Linked DNA regions of Mus musculus: region 2 is linked to region 1. The links are chromatin contacts, called in public HiChIP or PLAC-seq maps. All regions are on one chromosome and are shown on one strand. Each heading gives the region's core, a stretch centred on a gene start, on an enhancer-like site or on the middle of the called end of the contact. The rest is flanking DNA. Distances are from core to core; before and after follow the strand shown. Region 1 overlaps Specc1 (sperm antigen with calponin homology and coiled-coil domains 1). Region 2 holds the start of Adora2b (adenosine A2b receptor).

What was found. HiChIP or PLAC-seq counts read pairs in DNA pulled down with a chosen protein or histone mark.
Region 2: a BATF HiChIP or PLAC-seq map of CD8 T cells shows a contact between it and region 1, with 8 read pairs. The contact joins the promoter of Adora2b here to the enhancer-like site in region 1. A contact is called at or near these places in 5 of 39 promoter capture datasets (the C10 cell line, cranial neural crest, macrophages and 2 more), 2 of 15 datasets of contacts at CTCF or cohesin (CD8 T cells and the NIH/3T3 cell line), 4 of 484 Hi-C or Micro-C datasets (Th2 cells, bone marrow-derived dendritic cells, bone marrow-derived macrophages and 1 more), 15 of 115 datasets of contacts at active chromatin or transcription factors (CD8 T cells, the NIH/3T3 cell line, bone marrow-derived macrophages and 7 more) and 4 of 9 other capture datasets (adipose tissue, liver, macrophages and 1 more).

Annotation. Positions count from the first base shown.
Region 1 is chr11:62,165,650-62,169,424 of GRCm38.p6, forward strand. All of the region lies in intron 12 of Specc1 (sperm antigen with calponin homology and coiled-coil domains 1), which reads left to right. Among named protein-coding and RNA genes, the nearest start is that of Gm39985, 21 kb to the left of the region's middle. Within about 2 kb of position 1,647, at least 31 of the 459 cell types and tissues checked have an H3K27ac peak or open chromatin away from gene starts, as enhancers often do. A contact at or near this core is called in CD8 T cells and Th2 cells, where this site is marked.
Region 2 is chr11:62,246,970-62,250,744 of GRCm38.p6, forward strand. It overlaps Adora2b (adenosine A2b receptor), which reads left to right and starts at 2,015. Exons shown (of 2, transcript NM_007413.4): 1 at 2,015-2,467. The coding sequence starts at 2,133.

The sequences.
Region 1 (3,775 bases), core at 397-2,896:
GTTTAGAAAGAATTATAAATCACACATGTGTCTACCTTTCACAAACTAGTGTTTAGCTAGACCAGTTTGTTCACAATGGTGTCTGGAGCTCTCTGTACTTACACTCACAGAATTTAAAAGACAAAACCAATTATTGAAAGTTTAGATGTTTCATAATCTCTTTGAAGACCATATGGGTTTTCACTTCAAATAACTTTCTACCTTGCAGTCTTTCTACATAGCCAGGTGTTGAGTTGAAATGGACAGCGAGGAAGGGAAGCCTTTAAGCACCAGTTCTCTGGCTCAGGGTCCCTGCCTGACAGCCAGTAAGAAGCGTTGAGCATCAGAATGTTGAGGTCTTGTTGATGCCCACAGTGTTTCTTTGTGGGGTGCTCTATATTTGTGAGGTTCATGGCTACGAGTGCAGCAGCCAGCTGGGCTGAGGACAGGTTTCCTTTCCTTCTGCCTTCCTTCACCAAGGGACATTGATCTGGATTGTGTGGAATTCACTGCAGATCTCTGCAGAGCCCTCTGTTCATCGCCCCCTAAGCAGCACAAGGCATAATTGTCTCCATGCACCTTGGCTGTGCTCCTAGGGCTTTGCCGTGTCCTGGGCTCTGGTGGACACTGGCAATTCAGTCCAGGTTACGGCAAAGTTAGCAAGTGTGAAGTCTGCTAAGACGACTTGACTTAAGAAACTGATTCTTTCCAGAGCCTCTGGGTAAGGTCCTGCCCCCAACATGTGGAAACAGAAACAGAGAAAGTTGCTAAGCAATGCTATTTACACCACTCCATCTACAACCAGGCCACATACAAACTTCACAGCTCTTTCTGCAGACTTGAATGTTAGCTTCTGCTAAACTAGATGGGAAAGCAATGGGTCTTTTCTTGTATTCTTGTCATTCTTCTATACTCTACTTCTTTTTCGGCCTGCAGACTCTTGACATCTTGAGGTGCATAACTGTCAAGAGTACACTTTCGGCTGGGGCTCTCCATGCTGCCCACATATCTGAATTGCCAGAATTACCTATCTTAGCCCTTCCACGTTGCTACAAAATACCACAGATCAGATGGTTTACAGACAATAGGAAGTTACTTTTCATAGTTAAGGGTTGGGAAATCAAAGATCAAGGCAGATCTGTGATGAGGAAGGCCTGTTCCTGTTAATAGGTGACAGGTTTGGCTGTGTCCTTGCATGATAGAAAGGAGTAAGACAATTCTCAACCCCCTTTTGTAAGGACATAATCCCATCAGGGGACCCAACCATCTTCCCAGGGCTCACCTTGTAAAATCGTCGCCATGGTGATCTGAGGACTGAGCTGCACTCACAGCCTTTCGCCCATAGCTTTAGTGGAATAATTTAAGCTCCCTTAGAAAAAGTGATTGAGTAAGAAAACTCCATCACCAAGATGGTTTCCTCCCAGAGCCTTCCATTGTGATTCACATTTTAGCTTCCCATTCTCACCAAGGCCCAACGTTTACAGCCTGCTTCACAGGCACTGAGACCAGAGAGGAGTGAGACTGAACTGTAAGCTGTGTCAAGGCTGAGAGGGGAGCCGTAGTTAAAAGCTGGATGCTGTGTCCTTGGGGTTATGTGCTTATGTGCACGACCCTGAGTTCAGAATCCACGCCAGTAGGCAGGGATCTGAGTGCTGCTGTCAGCACAGGTTTGTATTGCATCAGCCTGAGGCTAGCAGCATCATCATAGCAACTTCTGATAGTTACTTTTAAACCTGACCTGAGAGATGATTAAGTGAGGATTGAACATGAAGTAAAGAAACTAGTTTTAAGCTACAGTTAGAAGGCCACCAAAATAATCATTCATAGTGTTGATAGAAAAACAAACACAACCCGGACAAAAACACCAGAGCTCTCACCTCAAAGGGAATAAGAGATAGTTTATTCTAGAACTGAATTTGAGTGATCATATCCCAGGAAACACAGAGCTAAGTTACCCCAGGTTCCTTGTTCCAAGGTGGGAGCAGTTTGGTTTAGCTTTATGGTAACAAAACAAAAAGTATCAAGGTATTTTAAAAATACAGTGGAGGAAACACGAGAGAAGCAGTTAGAGCAAGATGGGAGAGTCTCTCCTAAGAGATCCGGATGCTGTCTGATAACATTCTTAGCTTTTGGCTTGGTGGAAGTCATAATTTCCAAAAGGTCTGTCTGTTAATCACAGTATGTTAGGTTTGGCACAGAGATGGGCAAAAAGTGGCTATTTAGAGGGCTAAAGCCCAAGAGGAAGTATACTTTAGGCTCTGGATCTGCAACATTCCAACCTCTTCATATCATTGTAGTTCTACTCAGTCAGTCAGCCTTTGCAAATGTGGTATGGAAGGCATCCCAAGCAGAGGGAAGGAGAGGATCGTGTTTGGGCTAACGAACGGGCAGGTAGGAAAGGAGCTGTCAGGGCAGGATAAGAAGCCGTTTCTGCTGGAAGTGCAGCTGAGCTCCTTCCTGTCAGTCAGGTTTTAATTAGCCTTGCTGTGTGCAAGGAAAAGGGCACACCTGAGCTGTGCCTTTCTTTGCATTCCTCACTTGCCCCCAAGGAAAGAGAGGCATGAATCCTGCGCACACACTTCTCCCCCAAGAGGTGTTAATGTCTGCTCTGTAGCACAAGCCCTGATGATCCCCTGTGACTCAAGATTCCTGAGCACAGTAGAGAAAACTGCATGTACATGGCTTCTTTTAAATCTCCAGCAGGCTGGGTGTGGTAGTACACATTGTCATCACTGCGAGTTCAAGGCCAGCCTCATCTACACAGAGAATTCCAGGAGAGCCAGGGCTACATAGAGAGAGTCTGTCTCAAAACATCAAACAGGGCTACACAGAGAAACCCTGTCTTGAGAAACCAGCGAAACAAAACAAAGTCACTAGCAGGAGATGGAGGGTTAGCTCAGTTGAAATTTGTGAGCACTGAACTTCTATACAGAAAAACAAAGTAACAATATAAGTCACAGACATTTAAAGTACTCAAAAATACAAAATTGTGTTGTTTACCACAAAGTGTGGCCCTGGCATAACGGGGCCTAAAAATTAGGCAAACTAAAGTCTTACGCAATAGCCAACTTTATTCCTTGCATCAGACGATTTATACTCTGCGGTTTAAGAAGAGTCACCTGAGTAAAGTGTCAGTCCCAAGGACAAGCCCCACATTGCAAAGAGGCATGTGAACGAGTAACAATGGCCAGTGGCAAAGAGTAAAGTAAACTCACTTCCATCTGCTCCACTCGGTAGGGCCACAAAAGCACGGTCCAAGAACAAGCCTGTGTTTTGGAGAAACTGAGGTCTCAAGACTTGTTTTCTCACAAGCACTCAGAATTCTCCCAGGACTCCATTTTTAGAATGTGTTTTAACACTGTGTTTTAAACTAAATGTTTAACTAAAAACTGGGCATCAAAACAGTGCAGTTGGGAGAATGGAATACCATTTCTTTACTTACTGAATGGGAAGATTTTTGATGATGATGGTGGTGGTGGAGGTGGTGGTGGTGATGATGATGTGGTCAGAACGAGAATCCTACACAAAGCAGATGAGTACCAACTTCAGGGAAGAAGTTAAGAAGTGTATACAGGTATTGTAAAAATGAGTGTACCCCTAACACAGAATTACTCTTCATTCCTAGATATTTATACCAAAGAATAGTCATAGATGCCTGTAGAGATGTAATTACAGATTTATTATGCTTTTATTTATAATTATTTTAAAAATTGGAAATGATAAGAATTGCTTATAGTGGAGGATTAAATATATTATGGTATCTGTCTGTTACAGAATATTATAAAGCCCTTAAAGC
Region 2 (3,775 bases), core at 765-3,264, 82 kb after region 1:
CAGCTTTCTTTCTGGTGAGGTCTGCTGAGGAAGGGTGGGTAGGCTCCATAGGGGACATGGACATCTGGGTCCAGAAAATGCTCATGCGCGTTCCTAAAGTTCTGGTCCTTGCTTGGCGATCCCCTGGGGCTGGCACCACAGCTTCCCTGGCATTCTATCCTAGTGGGAAACGCTTTCTTTTCTCTCCTCTCCTGGCCATGGCTGTTGGCGGCAAGCCCTTCCCCCACCTCTGCCCCATTCAGCTCCATGCGCCATAGTGATCACTGCCAAACGCCCACTTTGCAGCTCACTCCTAGAAGCCTCTCTTTCCTCTTCCCATTTCAAGTCGTGTACCCGTTATCTGACCTCTCTGAGGTTCCAGCTTGTCATCTGTGTTAAGAGGCAGAAGCCAGTGTCAGGTTCTTCGTGAAGGTGAAGCAGATGCTATCAAAACTCAGGTGACCAGGGCCAATATTTTGTGGAAAACATATAAATAGTAAGGTATTTTTTTAAATAAGGTTTTTTTTTTTTTTCTCAACACAGAAAATAGAAAAAAAGACGGGCGTGGTGGTGCACTTGGGTGGCAGAGGCAGGCAGATTTCTGAGTTCGAGGCCAGCCTGGTTTACAAAGCGAGTTCCAGGACAGCCAGAGCTATACAGAGAAACCCTGTCTAGAAAAAAACAAAAACAAAAACAAAAACAAAACAAAACACCCCCCAAAAAAAACACCAAAAATCCAAAAAAACAAAAAACAAAAAAACCAAACAAATAAACAAAAAAAAAAAAAAAAAAAAAAACCAAACCCTTAAAATACCCAGATAGAACATGTACTCTGTGTGCTTTGGTGATTTTGTCTATGCTATGAGTGGGCTCGTGGGGGATTTGCTGTTAATATTACAGCTAACCCTGAAATGTACTTTATATATATCATACAGCCATGCAGAAAGTGTAATTCAACGCACTTTTCCCCTCCCCCACGCCCATACTCATACTCAGAGAGAGCTAATCCAGCCACAACATTAAAAAAAAAAAAAAAAAAAATCAGCCCGGCGTGGTGGCGCACGCCTTTAATCCCACCACTTGGGAGACAGAAGCAGGCAGATTTCTGAGTTCGAGGCCAGCCTGGTCTACAAAGTGAGTTCCAGGACAGCCAAGGCTACACGGAGAAACCCTGTCTCGAAAAACCAAAAAAAAAACCCCAAGAAAAAACCCGTTATTCTTCAAAGAAGCTGTTTAGAGGTCACCCGTGTTTTAGTTCAGCTTAATCTTTTTTTTTTCAGTCATCTTTGTTGTGTTGACAAACTCCTTAACCATCCTGGCTGGTGACTACAGGTAGCAGCTTCCGCGGGGCAGAAGCTGTGTTCTAGAAGGATTAAGGACTCCAAACGCCAAGGAGCAGCCAGGGCTCGCTAGGAGAGAAGTGTGGAGTTGAAGGCGGTGGAGGGCGCTGGGGGCTTCTTACAGGTGGCAGGAAGGACAGATCACCCACAGGTGTGGGCGCTCAGCACCCTTCTTGGAGTGGATGAAGGCGGCAGTGTCTGGGAAGAGGCGGCGCCGCAAGTGAGCGGAAGCCGGTCTTGGATAAGTGGGCTGGAGAGCGCAGGGCTGAGCCGGCGAGCACCCTGGCGGGGCAGCGGAGACCACGGGATCGGGTGGATTAGGGGCCGCGCGGAGAATGCAGCACTGAGAGGAAGCCCGGGCCCGGACCTGGGGTGCAGCTCCGGTGCTGGGGAGTATGGACACCTTGCAGGGGCGTCAGTTCAGAGTGTGCAGATCGGGCGCGGGACAGGGTGAAGTCTGGGACTTCGCGCTCGGGCGGGAAGTGGTGAAGCTTCGAGGTGTCTTTCCTGAATGTGTCCCTCTCCCGCCCGAGGGAAATTCGGGAACCCATCCTTCCCCGAGCTCAGGAGCAGCTGGAGCAAGGACCCTAGGCAGGGGGCGGGGCCAAGACCGGCTCCTGGCAGCCGGCCAATGGGCGCCGCCCCCGTAAGGCCACGCCCCCGCCCCCGTCCGGAGCGCACTGGCTGGGCGGCGCAGACCCAGCTTGGGACGCGCGGTCTCAGCGCTGTGGCCATGCCTGGCGGCACCCTAGCAGCTGTCCTGAGCCCGACACTACCCCAGTAGAGGACTCCCCGGGCCCGGCTGGCCCGGCCATGCAGCTAGAGACGCAAGACGCGCTGTACGTGGCGCTGGAGCTGGTTATCGCTGCGCTGGCGGTGGCGGGCAACGTGCTGGTGTGCGCCGCGGTGGGAGCCTCGAGTGCATTACAGACCCCCACCAACTACTTTCTGGTATCCCTGGCGACGGCAGACGTGGCCGTGGGACTCTTCGCCATCCCCTTTGCCATCACCATCAGCTTGGGCTTCTGCACGGACTTCCACGGCTGCCTCTTCCTCGCCTGCTTCGTGCTGGTGCTCACACAGAGCTCCATCTTTAGCCTCTTGGCGGTGGCTGTCGACCGATATCTGGCCATTCGCGTCCCGCTCAGGTGAGACGAATCTTTCTTGCCTTGGCCGGGTTAAAGTTCTAAAGAGGGGCGCCCTCTCCAGGCCCACGGTTTTACTTTCTGGACTCCCAGATGGGCCAGATTAGGAGCACGCTGGGCACTGGAGTGGAGGACGCACTTTCTCCAGCACGCTTGTTCTGCCGGCTATCAAGACTCTCCTGGGTTGACAGAACAGGCCACTGACTGGGTCCCCTTTTGGAGTCAGGGATGCTCTAATTGCCCCTAGTTTAGGGAATCTGCATAAGAACACCCTTAGGGGCGTTGAGAAGTGCTCGTCCGACGAGTTACCTGCCAAGGAAGGGCTCAGGAAGCTCTAGATTCCTTAAGTTTTGTGGACGTTCCCGGCCCTCTGGAGAGACAGAGCTGCTGCCCGGAGTCGGGCATGCAGATCAAAGCTGCTGCCAGATGCAGTCCTGTGCGGAAAGGGCGCGGAGAAGCTTCAGCTAAGAACGAGGCAACTTTAGACGCTGGAATTGGTACTTTTAGAAGGGTCATAGGGTCTAACGACACAGCTTTAAAATGTGCCTACTTCGAAATGAGGCAGCCAGGCTCAACTCTGATGGGAAACTCTAGGAACATTGGTCCCTACTAGCTTCGCGGTGGCTCAAAGTATTCCCAGACATTTTAAAGAGCTACTGTGCTTACTGGTTCAGTGAACACTGACAAGACAGTCTTAGAGCCTCTAGCCCATTGTGTAACCTTATTTGTATACTGCTGCAGTGCCCAGGAGCCTGAAGAGGCCCAGAAAACTGGTGAGGGCTCCCTGTTCGCTGGCTCTCAGAGTATACCTAAATCACTTTCTCCTTATTCCATGATGGGAAAACAGGATCCAGGGCAGGGAGTCAGTCAGTTGGGGAAGTGGCTTCCACTTGTAGCTAATAAATTTAAAGTTGAGTTTGCTGCTCCTTGGTAGTGCCTGGGCCCTTTAGCATTTCTGAAGTGAGCTTTGGATCTCTTTAGAGTTGGAGCTGAGTTGAGGAAACTGAGTCACAAGAGTAGGAAGAGAAAGGCAAGAACTCCGTGGGCTCTGACCGTGTGCCTGGCAACTCTAATTAAATGTACATTCTTTAAACCTCGAAGCGTCCAGAGGACAGACACTGTCACCTGCATACTGTAGATGAGGTTGTGGTTCCGGATGCTGTGTCCGGCAGAGTGGCACTGTGTCCTCAGCCGTCCACCTGTCGTCTCACAGGGCTGTGTGTGAGATACCAGTGTTTGAGAGATGTGAAAAGGGATCCCCTTGCTGTTTCTAGAAGAGGATCCTGATGGTAGTAAGCTGGCGTTTATAGG